Regions from separate parts of the Anas platyrhynchos genome. Here region 1 is linked to region 2. The links are chromatin contacts, called in public Hi-C maps. All regions are on one chromosome and are shown on one strand. Each heading gives the region's core, a stretch centred on a gene start, on an enhancer-like site or on the middle of the called end of the contact. The rest is flanking DNA. Distances are from core to core; before and after follow the strand shown.

Region 1 (7,691 bases), core at 1,829-4,328, 170 kb before region 2:
ACTATATATTAAACACTCATTTTCTTTAAATAGTTCTTCCAGGTGAGATAATAAATATACAAAAGAACAAAATCTACTATATAAATGAAAGCGGATTTATAAAATTACAAGTTTAATAGATAAATATAATAAATACTTTATGCATCATAACTCTGGACAACTACATTTAAAGCAAGTATGTTGGCAAGTCACAAAAAAGTTGCACCTCAGCAACTTTAAATTTCATAAAACCACACTGACAGGCATATTACAATGTTACGTATGAGGCTTTATGCTGTAAGTATGTTTAAATCCCGCTCACCTACCGAGTTCACCATGACATATATATGGGTGTAGTATATATATGTTGGAATGTCTTTTTGAACACCGACATGGTAGTACAGATAGATGCTCTACTTACCAGGGACAGTGGGGAGAATTTTGAAGAAAAATACTGGTAAATGACTTCTAGAAAAACTAAAGCATTTCTTAACTTTTTATTGACATTGGCAAATTAAAATAGAATAAATTAACAATATTTTCTCAAAAAAATGTTTTGTACAAAAATACTGTCAAAATTTCCTGAAAAGCTTTCAACACAGTAGTATCTTTTCATGTACTGAATAAACTATATTAGCACAGTGTCAAAATGCTGAAGACAGAAACAAAATAAACCTAACTAAAAAAAAAAAAAAAGACCTGTGAAATGTTTGCCACTAGTCAGCATTCCATCCACACCATATTATTGTCTGTACATATGGGGGAGGGGGAATGGGTAGCAGACTTTTAAGTAACAGTATTACTTTTCCTGATCTGGAAAGGTTTGGCCCACATCTGTTAAGCTTCCAGTTGAGCATATTTGGAAAAAAAAGAAAATTATTAGTCTGCACTGCAATGCATAGTTAAAAATTAAGCAAGATGGCAGCATTTGTGCAGTAGAATCTGCCCTTCAAAGTTCATGCAACCAACTAATGTGATTTTTTTCCCTGTTCACTCAGAATTTGAATGCAGTTCAAGTCATTGGAAATCATCGTTTGCAAAATCCACAAGATTAAGCAATTTGCCAAGATTAATATCTAACAGTTCAGCACTGTGGGAATTATGGGCATGTTACTGCGAGGAAATAAAGAGAGAGGAGGGGAGGGGGCGAACAACGTAAAAAGGCAGAGTTCGCTAGAAATTATTACTATGGGAGGGGACGTGAATGTCAAAGCTACAAAAAAAAAAAAAAGTGGCAGCAATTAAAAGAAAAACAAAACAAAAAAAAAAGAATTTATACAAGCGCATAGTTTACTCTTGCTTTCCAGATTCTCACCTTTTCAAGCACTGAAAAGTGAGACACCGCGTCTAGGGGAATGTTTTCATTCACACCGATAGAAAGTCCTTTGTTTGTTTTAAATGAATCAGCAGCTCACCCTGCTGGGCTGCTGTTTGCAAACGAAGTCTGTCATGAAGTCAAACTCGTTCTGTCCCAACCACAGCTCGGGGAGCTCCTTGATGCGATCCAGCCCCATCTCGATGACTAAGGACATGAGGACCTCCTCGTCGATGAAGTCAGTGTCTATGACATTGGGCGGCAGCATCGCCGCGGGGACGTGGGGGACGGCGGGCGGCAAGCCGCTGCCGCTGCCGCCGTGCTTGGGGTTGCAGTCCCTGAAATGCTGGCTGCTGCCATTCAGCTGGTGGCTGCCGGGGTGCAAGTCCGGCATGTAGTGGCTGTGGGGGTACGGGTGGTGGCTGAAGTACTGGTTGTTCAGCTTCTGGAGCTGCATGCTGGCGCTCAGCTGCCCTCCCGGGCTGCCCACGGGGGGGGCCAGGAATTGGGAGCCGCTGAAGCGGGCGGGGGGCGGCATGCTGCCGGCAGGGTGCCCCCCGGCCACGCCGCCCGGCCCCATGGCGTGCCGGACCCCGCCGCTCGCGTTCATATTCCCCGCTCCGTAATGTATATGGTCGCCCATCAGGGCGCTGAAGGCGTGCGGCTGCTGCTGTTGCTGCTGCTGCTGCTGGTGCTGCTGCTGCTGGTGGTGATGGGGGGTGGGAAACTGCCCCATGCCCAGCCGGTGCGCAGGGTGGTGGTGGAGCCCGCCGGAGCCGTCGGGGAATCGCCCGTGGTTCATGGCCATCATGTGCTCTGCCATCGCCCACCTGGAAAGTTAGCGAGCGAGCGGGTTAAGGAAAGCGCCCCCTCGGACATCCAGCCGCCCGCTCTCGGCCCCGCTGCGGCTCGCTTGGCCCTGGCAGAAGCGACCGCGCCGGTGCCGCCGTCCTCGCTTTGGGGAGGGGGGGCGGGAGGGAGAGAAAAAAAAAAAAAAAAAAAAAAAAAACCTCCTACCGCGACTCCGCCGTGGAGCACAAAGGGAGAAACGAAAAAGGAAGAGGAGCCCGCGGCACGAAAAGCCCGGTCCCCTCGGCTCATCCAGCCAGCAGCACGCCTTCCCACTTCAACTTGTGCATACCTATCAGCGGGAAGTGTTGCATACGGCAACAGCCGCCTCCTCCCGGCCACGTCCAAAACGCTGCCGAGCCCCCCGGATTTGTCAGCGAAGGCAGCGTTTTTAAAAGGCACTCTTGCTAACTTGCAGGCAACCAGCAAAGAATTAGGAAGTCCCACCTAGCCGCTGGCAGCAACTTTTGCAATTAAGTCCCGATTTAAAAAAAAAAAAAATAAAAATACCAGAATGCACGGATAAGGAGATTGAGCCAGGCAGCCGAGAAACACCTTTCCTCGGGTATTTAACCGGTCCCCGTTTTCCTGTTGCACACAAAAGGGACACACAGCACCAGCTACACAACCTCCGCACTCACCTCCCGGCTTCTTTCTTCTTTTGCTTCAAAGGTGGCGGTGAAATCAGTCAGTAAAAGTCACCCAGCATAGAGAGGGCTTCCCTGGCTCTCTCCTCGGCGCTTACGTGATGGTGATATTATCGCTGCCGCAGCCCCAAAGCTGTTTTTCACTCCTCGGCGAGGCTCATCGGCACTTGCCAACAATGAGCTGTGTTTCTTACCCAGCTTTGGCCACAGCTAATATAGGATTTCAGAAGGGAGGAGCAAAACCCTTACAGGCAACCAGAAGTAAAACCTGGAGCAAGCGAGGGAAAAAAAAAAAAAAAAAAGAAACAACACCCAGCACACACACACTCGCAGGGCACACACACACACACACACACACACACACACACACACACGCACACGGGGAGGCTCAGGAAGGGGCCAGGCGGGGCTGGACGGCATCCAAAGGGCCCCGCTCCTCCTCGCCTGGGCCACACGTGTGTGCCTGCGGGTCGCCCTCGCCCCTCTCGGCGCCTCCCCCCGGGAACAAAGCGGGGCTCCGCGGCCCGGAGCGCAGCCCCGGCGCAGGGCGCTGCCCGCCGGCCCCGCTCCGCTCACGGCCACCCCCGGCCGCGGACACGCGTGGGGCCGGGCGCCCCCGCGGGGCTCCCCGCGCCCGGCGCTGCCCCCGCTCCCGGCGGCATCCCGGCCTCCAGGTGCCCGGCCCCAGCGCCGTGGGACCCCACGGACCCCCGTGGGTGCTCCCCGGGGCCGGCCCCTCTCCCGGCGGCGAGATCCGAGATCCACCTTTTTCCACAGCCGCGGGCGCCGCATGCGGGAGGCGAGGGGGTGCGGGCACACGCAGCCCCTCCGGCCCTGCCTGCCTCCTCTCCCGGCTTTGGGCCGCAATTTAGCGGCCGCCCCAGGTGTGCGGGCTGTGGTCGGCTTTGTGAGGCTTCTTCTTGTGAATTGTTTCCTTGCGTTGGCAGGAAAAATGAGATAATACAGACCGTGGGGAAGGGCTTTGTAAACGTGCTCGTCCTGGCTGGGCACGGCCCTGCCACCTATGTGGTGCCCCGCAATGCTGTGGCAGGACTTGCCCTGTGCAGCCCCACCAGGGACACGCGTGTCCCAAATGCCCCCGCCATCAGCGCTCCTGCACCATGCGCCTCTCGCCCCAAGGCCACCAGCTCCTCTCAAGGGCGGCTGTGCTGAAGTATCCGAGAAGATGGGGGGAGGCCTGCTGCAGGGATGAGCTGGGTGTTGTCCTATTTTCAATAGCATCTTCATCTGGCTTTCCCCCTCTCTGCTTTCCCCCTTTTTCGTTTGTCCTCTGCCAAACGAAAAAGGACGGGGAAGCGGTAGGCAGGACACCCTCCCCGGACACGAGGCTCGTCTTTAGAGGTCAAAGCAGGCAGCATGAAGGCTGAGCTGGAGTTTCTTCCCCTCCACGTGCTGTGCAAGGACACAGCAGTGGAGGACATGCACAGAGTTTCTGGGGGGAGACATCAGTAAGGGCAAAGGGGATCCTTGGAGATGCTGGCCACACGGCAGCCCTTTTGCCCCCTTTTGGGCCCTTACCTGGCCACAGTGAATTACGGAGGTGAAACCAAAAGGAGGGGTAACTCCAGCTCATGTCCACTGTGGTGGAGGCAGAGCTGGGTTCCTGAGTGCAGAGAGGTGTGATGGAGGAGAGGAGAGGGACAATCCCCTGCATGGCTGCTACAATCCTCATGCATGCAAGATACCAGAAAAACACCCCACTGAGCTCCCAGCTGTGAGGTACGGTAAGGGTGGAATTAGAACCTTTGGAGGACAGGCAGCTTTGCAAGTATCAGAGTTACCTCAAGGAAGTGACTTCATTCTGCAGCTCTGTTTCCTGCAGGGATTACATACGATGCCCACCACGATTTCATGTTTTGGTCTTCTGATGCCTGTAAGTACACTTTTGGGAAGGCACCTACTGAACCAGGGCCTGCAGTCTGGCTAGGGGTGGTCGGAAGAGTGACACTACCTTTCTGGAGATTTTTCTTTCTCAATGTTTTGTAGGTTTTACAGGACAAAACAATGAATAATAAGAAGATCCCGTTCCATTTGGCAAGTAGTCAGCTGTGTATCATGACAAGTGGTTTGTTTAATGTCACATATCCATGGTGATATTGGTATGCCTTTTTGCTCTCCCATGCTTTGAGTTTGAGATCCTTTTTAAAGCCAGGCACACATCATATCACAGCCCTGCAAATGCCATTTCCTATTTTCAGCTTTCAGATGTTGGAAGGTGGTATCAGATGCCAAAGTGAGTTATGGAGAATTGGCAAGAGACTGCCAGAAGCAATAGTATGCATGTCACAGCCTCCATGGCACCTCACTCATATAAAACATATCTCCAGGTATTTACAGCCCGTATGCAAAGAAGCAGGCAGGATGGAGCTTTCTTCATTTGGGGGTTGCAATGTGGTCCAGATAAGGCTCAGCACAGTGGTGCAAGATGAGCCAAGTTTTTCATTGTTACAGGCTTTATGGCCATAGCAAAATGGGAACACAATCAATTGGTTACTTTCCAGGAAATGGCTGGTGACAGCCATTCAGGAAATCACTTGGTGACAGGCGGCTAAGGGAATGCAGGACAAAGCATGAGCCCATCACCACGGAGCTGGTAGCAAGCTCTGAATCTCCTCTGTTTGCCACTCCCGACCTGAGCCACAGTTATTTAAAGCAATATTGTCATCCATAGTCCACAGAGTCATCTGCACAACTGAGTTGGTTCTTCAGGCAAACAACAAGAAAGCAGGGCAGTGCGTATCAGGAAAATTCTGGAGGTGGCCAGGGGTGGGAATGAAAGCAGACAGTTCACACTGATGCTCAGTGAAGACACAGAATGCAGTTGAAAGCAAAATGCAGCTTCTATGCGCATTTAGGAAGAATCCCTGAGAACTATCAAACACAGCAATGGAAAAATGAGGAAAAGATGGATCCTCAGTTGGGTGTTAACATTTTAGATGAGAAGGTCACACAGGAATTGATGGATTCCGGATGTGGCCCAGTTCACTCCTTCCAGGCCTGCAGCGCGTGGTGGAACAGAAAGGAAAATCATAAAGGAGAATCCCAGATGGTGTTTTTCCAGGTATTCACTGGAAATGTTCAAGTCAACTGAATACTTGTGGTTCTAGGGATCTGTCACTGGAACTGGGAATACAGAGCAATGAGCTCTGGAAGGATTTGGATCTCTAGGTTGTTGTTTGCAACTCTGAAAATATAATCTGTAACTCTCTGTGACTTGTTTCTCCCACATCACCCCTGGATGTGAGTTTCTGTGTGTTCCCTCCCACGCTGACACAAAGCAGTCAGGAAAACCTAGTTCATGACATCTGCTAGGGTTATCTGATAGGAAATTTTATATTAGAATGATATCCTGGAAGAAATGCCCCTTCTGTAGAAATGATTAAGCTATTCTATTGAGATGACAAGCCATGATTTTCTGGCTGCTCTTACTTCTGACCTCGTCACTGCTTCCTTCAATCCCGCCCTTCCCTGGGGCAACTGTGGCACAGCAGGGTCCCAGCTCCTTGCCCTACCAGCTCCAAGGCTGGGTGCCTGCTGTGTTTCACTGCCCATCCCTAGGAAAAACAATGAACTTGACAAGTTTCTTCCAGATGGGCACCCAGGAAGCACAGAAATCTGTTTCAGTCTCTCAAAATGCGTTTTTTTTTCTCCCCTGGAGTTGCCTTTGTCAGGAGAACAGTGGGTTTATTGTCTGTGGGGTGAAAACACAGGGTTTTTGACTAGGAGGCGGGTTCCTTTTTCTGACATGCTTTACTGAGAGACCTATTCTTCTTAAATGGTTTTGGGGGGAAGGGCAGACACGGGGTTAGCTATGGGCCTGGGCATGAGATCCTCCAAGTATCCAGGTGGGAAGGAATGACCTTGGCAAGTTCTGCTGTTTGTCAAGCACCAAAGTCAAGACTATGGTAGAAGACATAGTATTAACTCAGTTAAATTCATTCAGTACGAGCTTCCTAAAGCCATCACAATTCCCAGTGCTGATTCCAGGCACCAGCCAGGCGTTCTACATAGCTCAGCATAAGCCCTCCTATTCTAGCAGCCTTTTCTTCTTGGGAAGGCTGCAGTTTGGTGAGGTGATGTACCTGTAATGACCCCACTGATGGTGACTTATGTTAGAAGGAATTACTGGAATGATGTCAAAGCAACAGAAAATTTGTGTCATCCTCCCCACAGCTGGCTAGTGTGGGAAGGTGGGTGGCAGGGTAGGGAGGAGCAGAGCATGTGCTCTCCATTAGTCAGCACAGGGCTCATTTTCTCTTTGCTAGGCTTCACGAGGTAATCGATCACTGTGCTGATTAGAAGAGGTTACTCTGCTGAGAACAGTGGTTACCAGCCTGTTTGTTAGCAACAAATCCTTATGAAAAGCAAAGAATTACATGGAGCAAGGAACTTGCTGAGCCATTTGGGAGTACATTAGAGGGTTTCATGGGCTCGCATCCCATGTTTGTGTGCCAGGAACTGAAGATGCAGTCATCAAAGCGGTGTTCTAAATAAAGGAATATGGGCTATGCAAATTGTGTTGCTCTCTCTCCACTCACCATTTCCTGTTTGTTTAGATGGCTCAAGATAGTAATATGCTGGTATATTTTATATTGGTGACAATGAATGTGGCTTTGCACCTTGCATCCAAGTTGTTTTATTCATGTGAGAAAGTCTTGGTGATAGGCTCTGTTGTTTTACTGTTACGCCCTCTCAGTACAGTGCTTCAAGACTGTGTAATCACTGCTGAGGCTCGTCCATAAGTGTAATTTTATTGCAAGGTATTTTCTTTGAAAACAAAATTCTGTAAAACATAGGAATACTTACTAAGAACATTATTTCATGAAGAGGTCCAAGAGAATCCAAGAGAATACAAAAAATAAACACATAAATACATCTAT
Region 2 (7,003 bases), core at 3,782-6,281:
TGGGTTCACCTCTCCATAGGCAATGTGATGACCTGAGCTCGCTTAGAATCACCAGACTGATACCAAATGTATTGTGGAAACCTGACTGGCCCAGCTTACTACAGCCCTGGAGCTCATGGACACACACCTGTCTCTTAAGCAACTGGGATTATAGGCATGGGCCACCACGCCCAGGTTTCTCCTTTGAGATTGATGAAAATTGCCAGTGCTGAGTATATTTCTAGTCACAAGGGAAAGATATCAGGAACAATTTTCACTAAGCAAATACCATGCCTTAGATTAACCTTGTCAGTGAAGACTCTACCACTGCGTGAACACACAGCTCATTCTGCTACCTCTGTGAAACAGATGAGGTGAGACTTACAGGTGTGACCTCATGAGTGACTGTGGAGAGTGTGAATCAGAACCCCAGGCCCATTGGTGGCATCTGTCCATTGCACAGAATTTTTTTTCCTTATCCCAGTTCTTCAGTTCTTTAATAATAAAATGTCCCTTCAGAGGCAAATAAAAATGTAAGATAGACAGAAGTTTTAAAAATGAAACTGTGTTACTGGCTTTTGTGTGCATAGGAACAGAACTAACAGGCTGCTACTTTGCTGTATTTGGAAATTTCCTTCCAATTACTGCTTTCATTACTTCAACAGGTTGCAAATAGAGCTATTTTGGTTTAAAAAGATTCTTCATATAAGTGATAAAATGTGCTTATTTCATTTTTAAAAAGTGCCTGTAAAGTAGCTTGAAAATGATTGTTCCTGATATTTAATTAGGTAGTGTTTGAAAAGCACTTTGAAAATGAAAAATGCAGTAGAAGTGCTAAATATTCTTGCCTAAGGTTGATTAATTATGGACAGTAAATTTTACATTAGCCCATGTGATAAATGTGACCAAGTAGACTGCACAATCTATTAAAGGAAACCTAGACATATTCATTTTTTCTTCTGCATATGGATCTGGGGTTGATAACCTAGAGAATGGAGAATTGTGTTGGCTTTGTAGCTTCTCATCCTCTTTTTTATTCAATGCTACTGAAGTCTTCAGCAGAGTATTCAAAATTGGGCTTTTCAGAGCTAGCAAAGGGGAGATCTGGGGCATGGGAACCAGCTGGGCTCCCTCAGAAGTTTCCTCTTTCAACTTCACAGGAGTACATTAGATAGCAAGGCTACATCTGAATTAGTAAATGAGACATGTCCAGCTCTCCACCACTGAAGCCACCTGGCACTGAAGTGCCCACATCCACATGATTATACAGTTGTACCCTGTGAGAAAGGTCCTTGCAGCCAGACACTCTGATGGGAAGAGTTCCTGGCCTGTGCCAACTCAGGAAGTCTTCCTGAAAATTGTTTGGGTAAGTACAAGTTGTTCAGGGTCAAAACAATTCTAGAAATTTAACAGTGGAGATGATGTAGGTTCAGTGACTAATCCAACCCAGCACTGTTTAATTTCAGCCCTGAGGGGCTGTGGCCTCCCTGTAGAATAGTTATATCTATAGTCTTCAGGTTACTTCCAATGGATGGAGGAGCACAAAGCTGCTTTTGTACAGGACAAATCATGTCATATATTTATATCTTGCCTAACTCTCCCAGCTGTGGCTGTTCAGGGGCAGCAATATTAACATCTGATTTGATGGAAATAACCACCCAGCTTCACTTGCACTGCAGAATAGATGATGGACTGCAGGACCGCTTGGTGTCTTTGACAGGTTTTAAGTGGGGCTAATGTTTAAAGAGCAAATGTTCTTATCACACCTAGACCAAATATGTGAGAGGTCTGTGCTAGTTCTTGCAAATATAAGTGCCTTGAATAAACTGACAATCACTTACCTCAGATAAAAAGTCTGGAGAAGCCTACAGAATGAAGGCAGAAGAGGAAGGAGGAGCTGAGTACAGGGAAACTGCATGAGAGTCTATGGAAAATAGAGCAAGCATTCGTGGACCTTTTTTTTTTTTTTTTTTTTTCTCTTATGTGACAGCTTGTTTGTACCCTGTAGTCTTGTGGCCTTCTAAGACTGGAGGAGTAGATTTTATTCTTGGAAAAGTGGGATCAGATCAGTTGTTGACATTGGCCTGTTGGGGTTAACGTGAAGGACTGATCTGAAACTGTTGGTTTAAGAGAGAATTATTTTGAGATCTATTGCAAGACCAGTGAGTAGTCATGAACTTTATTGACTGAAAAAAAAAAAAAGAGGCAGCACACATAAAAAACATCATAACAGCAAAACTGGTGATAAGGTTTCTGCTGCAGCATACAGAGGGAGATCTGGAAACATTGGCAGATTGGTCTGAAAATACAGAAGCCTTGCTTTTCCATTCCAGTATATAGATCCTAAAATGTTAAATTCTGGGCTGTTTGGAAAAAAAAAAGTGTTCATATATATATCTGAAAATGATTAATGACTACAGAGATTCAAGGAGATTAAATGATTAAATCAATGGAGCTGTCTAGAATTTCCCTCCTTGTACATCTATTCTCCAGAGCAATCCTAGTGGGAGAGCGCTGAGAGAAGCGCTTGCGCCTAAGTGTGGTACCTAGTCTGCAAATGCAGGGGAAAGACTTAGATCATGAAAGCACTGTTGGAAAAGGGGAGCTGTTGGATTGATTCAGGTGTGCTGCTGAAAAGGTGCATGCTTGCTTCTTCCCATATGCTTGTCCTCTCACATCATTTTCCCATGCTGTAACATTTCTGTTAATGCTTCATTAAAAATGTGATGCTTTTTGACAAGAAAATTCATCAAGAAGGTTCTGCAGAGCTCTTCAAAACATCTCTGAGGAGATGGTGAGCTGATTTGGAAGAAGCTGATGAAATGGCAAATGACCTGGTGAATGAGAAACTTTAATGCATGGTGTTTGTCAGAAGGAAGCAGTCGGAGAGAGAGATTCAGAAAGGAGAGGCAAAGACTGGGGAGAAAACACAGAGATTTGGAGGGCAGGATCTTTTTAACACTGGAAAGGGAAATCCAAACAATCCAAACAGCATCTTTGCTGTTTTTTGGACTCGTAAAAACTTCTGAAACCTAGTTAATTAAAGGCATACTATTTAGCGCCCTACATTTGATTGATCCTTCTCTCAGGAATGTGTGAATGAGATGCCAAGGTGTAAACAAGAACCATGAGATGTACATCTGCAGTGAGCTAACATACCCATTCTATTAGCATAATTCATTTTCGTCAGGTGCTTTATGCAGCAATTTATTTAGTTTAGCAACTTTGCCCATTGCAAGAGATTCAAAGCTAAAAATCAACAGAAATTAAATGCTTGGCTTATTTTTCACCAGGAATTCTTGAAGATATAATATGTGATGGTATCTGCTTCACAGCGCCATGCAACTCAGTCACAAGCTATCACAAGTGACCTATAAACCAGATTTATTTGACACTAAATTCAAGCTGAAAACAACTTCCCCAAGTCCCTAGAAAAGGCAGTGAAACTGTGTTCTAAGGAGGCATGTACACACATTCAAATATGCATACTTTTATGCACAGATATCATCATGTATCATATTCTTGCTGACCATCTGTTTGCTCTGAGATGATTCAGTTGCTATGCCTTTAGGGAAAACACTGGGTAAGACCCGCATGCAAATGTGCAAGGACACATTTGGGGATATGCTTACTGCTGTGTACTGGGAACCGAACTGCTATACCTGACTCCATCTATCCGATCAGCCCTGCTGGCTGGACAGTCAAGATGACTGAGAGTCTCTCCAGAGATCCACTACCTTACAGCAAGGGAGGGTATGCAATGTAGATGGTATAAATTCCGACTAAAATTTTGGTTGTCTGTGGGAGCTGGATAGGGTTCAGGAACACACAGAAGGCAAGTGGCTTTTGCTACCACTTAGATCAGACAAAAACAGTTTAAATTGCTATATCTTGTAGGACAATACAGAACCATACTAAAGCAGGACATTTTATTTTTATTTTTATTTGTATTTTTATTTTTTATTTTTATTTTTTCCTAGGTTGGAATCAACAATGGGAAAAATAAAGCACCTTTAAAAAGTGAGGGAGATGTTGAATCCAAACTGCATACTAAATATAAGAACTTTGCCTTCACATAGGTCAGTATGGTGAAATCTGGCTATCAGAAATGGAGTTTAGTCTAAGGCAGATTTACCCATACACAGGAGAAGATCTATAACAACTGTGGTGTTCCATTAACTGCTTCTCCACGTACTCTCAATGTACCACAGGACTGCATTTCAGACAGGTCTGAAAGAACCCTTCAGATGGAAGTCATGAAGATCTTTATTTATACTTCCTCAAATCCTTGTTTTAGGTAATATTTTTCGTATCTTTCCCTATGCTTAATACATATCTGTCAGCCTTATTAACTGAAAGCATATTGCTGTTCCAATTATCTACTTTGCTTTACGTGTAGGGGTTTTAACTTCTGGTCTAATTTAGGAATGTTCAGAAACTATATCTTAAGTCAGGAGCTAGATCCCTCAATTTTTCAGGGGTGTTCTGTTGGGCTTTTGTTATCAAGCATGTTATAATCAGAGTTACTTGTAAGAAACTCACTGTTTGCTACTCTGCAGAGAGCTTTACACAGGCAGTTAATTGCATGTGGTCACGTGCAGTATCAGGGCCTAGTGGTTTTGTGTGTGGATTATTTATTTATTTATTTATTTATTTTATTTTATTTTTCCTGTCAAGTCAATTCACAGTTGCAGGCAACTGAGATTTAGTATTTTGATTAGGGGTTTTCCTTATTTTTCTCCTTTTGAGTCTGTGATGAAAGAAGCTCTCAGATCCGCCCTTGTATTTTTGTCCCAATGAAGTGGAGCTTCCTATGGCATTTTCTTTGCTCCAGAGCTATTCATCACTAACACTGTGTTGATAATGTGATGACAGTTGTTGCCAAAACTTTCCTGTTCACCCTAAATCTTTTTTTTTTTATTATTATTATTATTTTCTTTTTCTTGGTATGAAAATAAAGATACAAAACTCAGCAGAGAGAGAACTCTGTGGAATGAAAGCTCAAGGTGACTGGGACAGAGCAATTATCCAAGGACAAGCCCTGGTGAGGGAGGCATTTTCCAGATTCCAGAGGGAGTGAGGGAGAAAAGAAGGGTGTGGGGCTAAAAGGGGTAGTAGGACGGGTGGGATGTGCCAGCTGGGGGCTGGGGAGGGAGGCAGTGCTCCTCTTTTAAAGGAAAATGAGCAGCCAGCATAAACTAGATTCGTCTCACCATGGGGTGAGGGTGGAGAACCCACCAACTGCTGAGACAGTCAATAGGCAGATTATTCATCACACATTGCTAGGAGATTAACTGAGCAAACGTTCTGACAAAACTGATTAAAGCCTTCATCCTGTACAGGGGAACAAAGAGAGACCAAGTTATTACACTCCAGCCAAATGCCAGATGACGACTACACACAGTGGAAACACAAGTCCGTATTTTTTTTTCCCTTCCCCAACTGAGATGACTCTCCCTTTCTTTATCACTACAGTCATCACAAATTAGGATCTGTAAATACAGCTACTCACAGAACATTTCAAAAGACAGATTGCTGTGATGTAATAGATAAGAAATGCCCCCCACTCTCCTTAGTGTGTTTCTTTTAAAAAGTTATCTCAGAGTATTATCATGTCTACAGACTTCTCTCTTCTGAAGTGCATTCCTTCCCGGTATCATCGCCACTGTTTACAATTGCAGATACTTAAAATGAACAAAATACTTGACTTCCCATTATAGTAAAGGTTGGATGTTATGCCTTCAGCCACATGTAAACTTTGAATGTGAGCACTTCCAGTATCAGTGTTTGCTCAGTTGCTAGCACTGGTAAAGGGGAAAAAGATATGATATTTTATAATATTCACTAATTACCACAGTTTCTAGCCTTAACAGCTCCTAAAACAAGAGTAGTATCAATAAAAATAAATCACTTAACTGTAAAGTTCTGAAGTCTGGGAAAATCATGAAAAACAGCCTGAGAAAGGAATCTCTTTCCAGACACCTCTGATTGTTTTCTCTTGGCAGTCAAAATTTTAATGGGTCATGGAAATGAGCAGACCAAAACTGTCAAGTGCCTACTAACTCTAACAAGTGCCTGCTAACAAGTGTTTAACCTAAGGCACTGCTGAAGCCTGTTTTTTGAGGGATACCAAGTACTGAGCTCAGCATTGGTTTAGATGTACGTATGATTTCTCTGGCACAAAAAATCAACTGCTTTTGAGAAGGAAGGCTGTTGGCTGTTATGTTGACCGGATGATGCTACTTGTGGCTCTTCCCCCTCTATACTCCTGACTCTGAAAGTCCATTACATCTAATTATGTCTTTAGACTGTGATGACATGAATAAACCATTGAACCATTGGAAGTTAACTGTCATGGTTCTTAATGTCATCAAAACCAGATTATTCTAAGGTAATAACAGAAGTCTCTGGAAATTAAGGAGAACATTGGTGTGGTTAGATATGCTCAAAGACTGTTAACTAAATTATTATGTTACCCCATGGGGATTTTTTGTTTAATGATTTGTGTTTATTAACTTGCACTTTCCTTAGCTGTGGTCATCAGTGCCATCTCTTTAATAACAGCAAGGAGGGAAGGAGATAGCAAATAAGAAAAAGATTTTCCTGTTTAACACAGTAAACCTTAGACGTTGGGTTAAGAAACAGATCGCATATATTAGAAGCAGAACTGATAGAAATATTTATAACAAAACCAGCAAAGTACTACTTGTAAGACAATAGAACAGTATATTGGCAGGAAAAATTTGTAAATATAATAGAAACTGTTATGTACATGAATGTTTCATTGATCTTGTTTATGTGTTGAGGTGGAGCAGTTAAAAATTAAGAAAACCCTTGAGAACTGCGTAATTCATAGCTGATTTTAAAATGTTCTAAACTGTTCAATAGCTTTATCTTGCAACATGTTGCATATGTCAACTTTTCATAGCTAACATAAATCTACAAAAGATAATGCTTTTTTATTATTTTTTATTATTATTTTTAAGTATAATAGCCAGGTTCTCTCAATTTCAAGACAATCCCA

Evidence for each region. Hi-C and Micro-C count contacts between places; a contact is called where the count stands out from the background.
Region 1: a Hi-C map of small yellow follicle shows a contact between it and region 2, with 3 times the contacts expected there. The contact joins the promoter of CITED2 here to the enhancer-like site in region 2. A contact is called at or near these places in 2 of 8 Hi-C or Micro-C datasets (F5 follicle and small yellow follicle).

The regions. Positions count from the first base shown.
Region 1 is chr3:59,506,048-59,513,738 of IASCAAS_PekinDuck_T2T, reverse strand. CITED2 (Cbp/p300 interacting transactivator with Glu/Asp rich carboxy-terminal domain 2) reads right to left here and starts at 3,078. Exons shown (of 2, transcript XM_027454431.3): 1 at 2,785-3,078; 2 at 82-2,124. The coding sequence starts at 2,117. The coding sequence ends at 1,383.
Region 2 is chr3:59,335,604-59,342,606 of IASCAAS_PekinDuck_T2T, reverse strand. No RefSeq gene overlaps it. Among named protein-coding and RNA genes, the nearest start is that of CITED2, 170 kb to the left of the region's middle. Within about 2 kb of position 5,031, at least 4 of the 8 cell types and tissues checked have an H3K27ac peak or open chromatin away from gene starts, as enhancers often do. A contact at or near this core is called in F5 follicle and small yellow follicle, where this site is marked.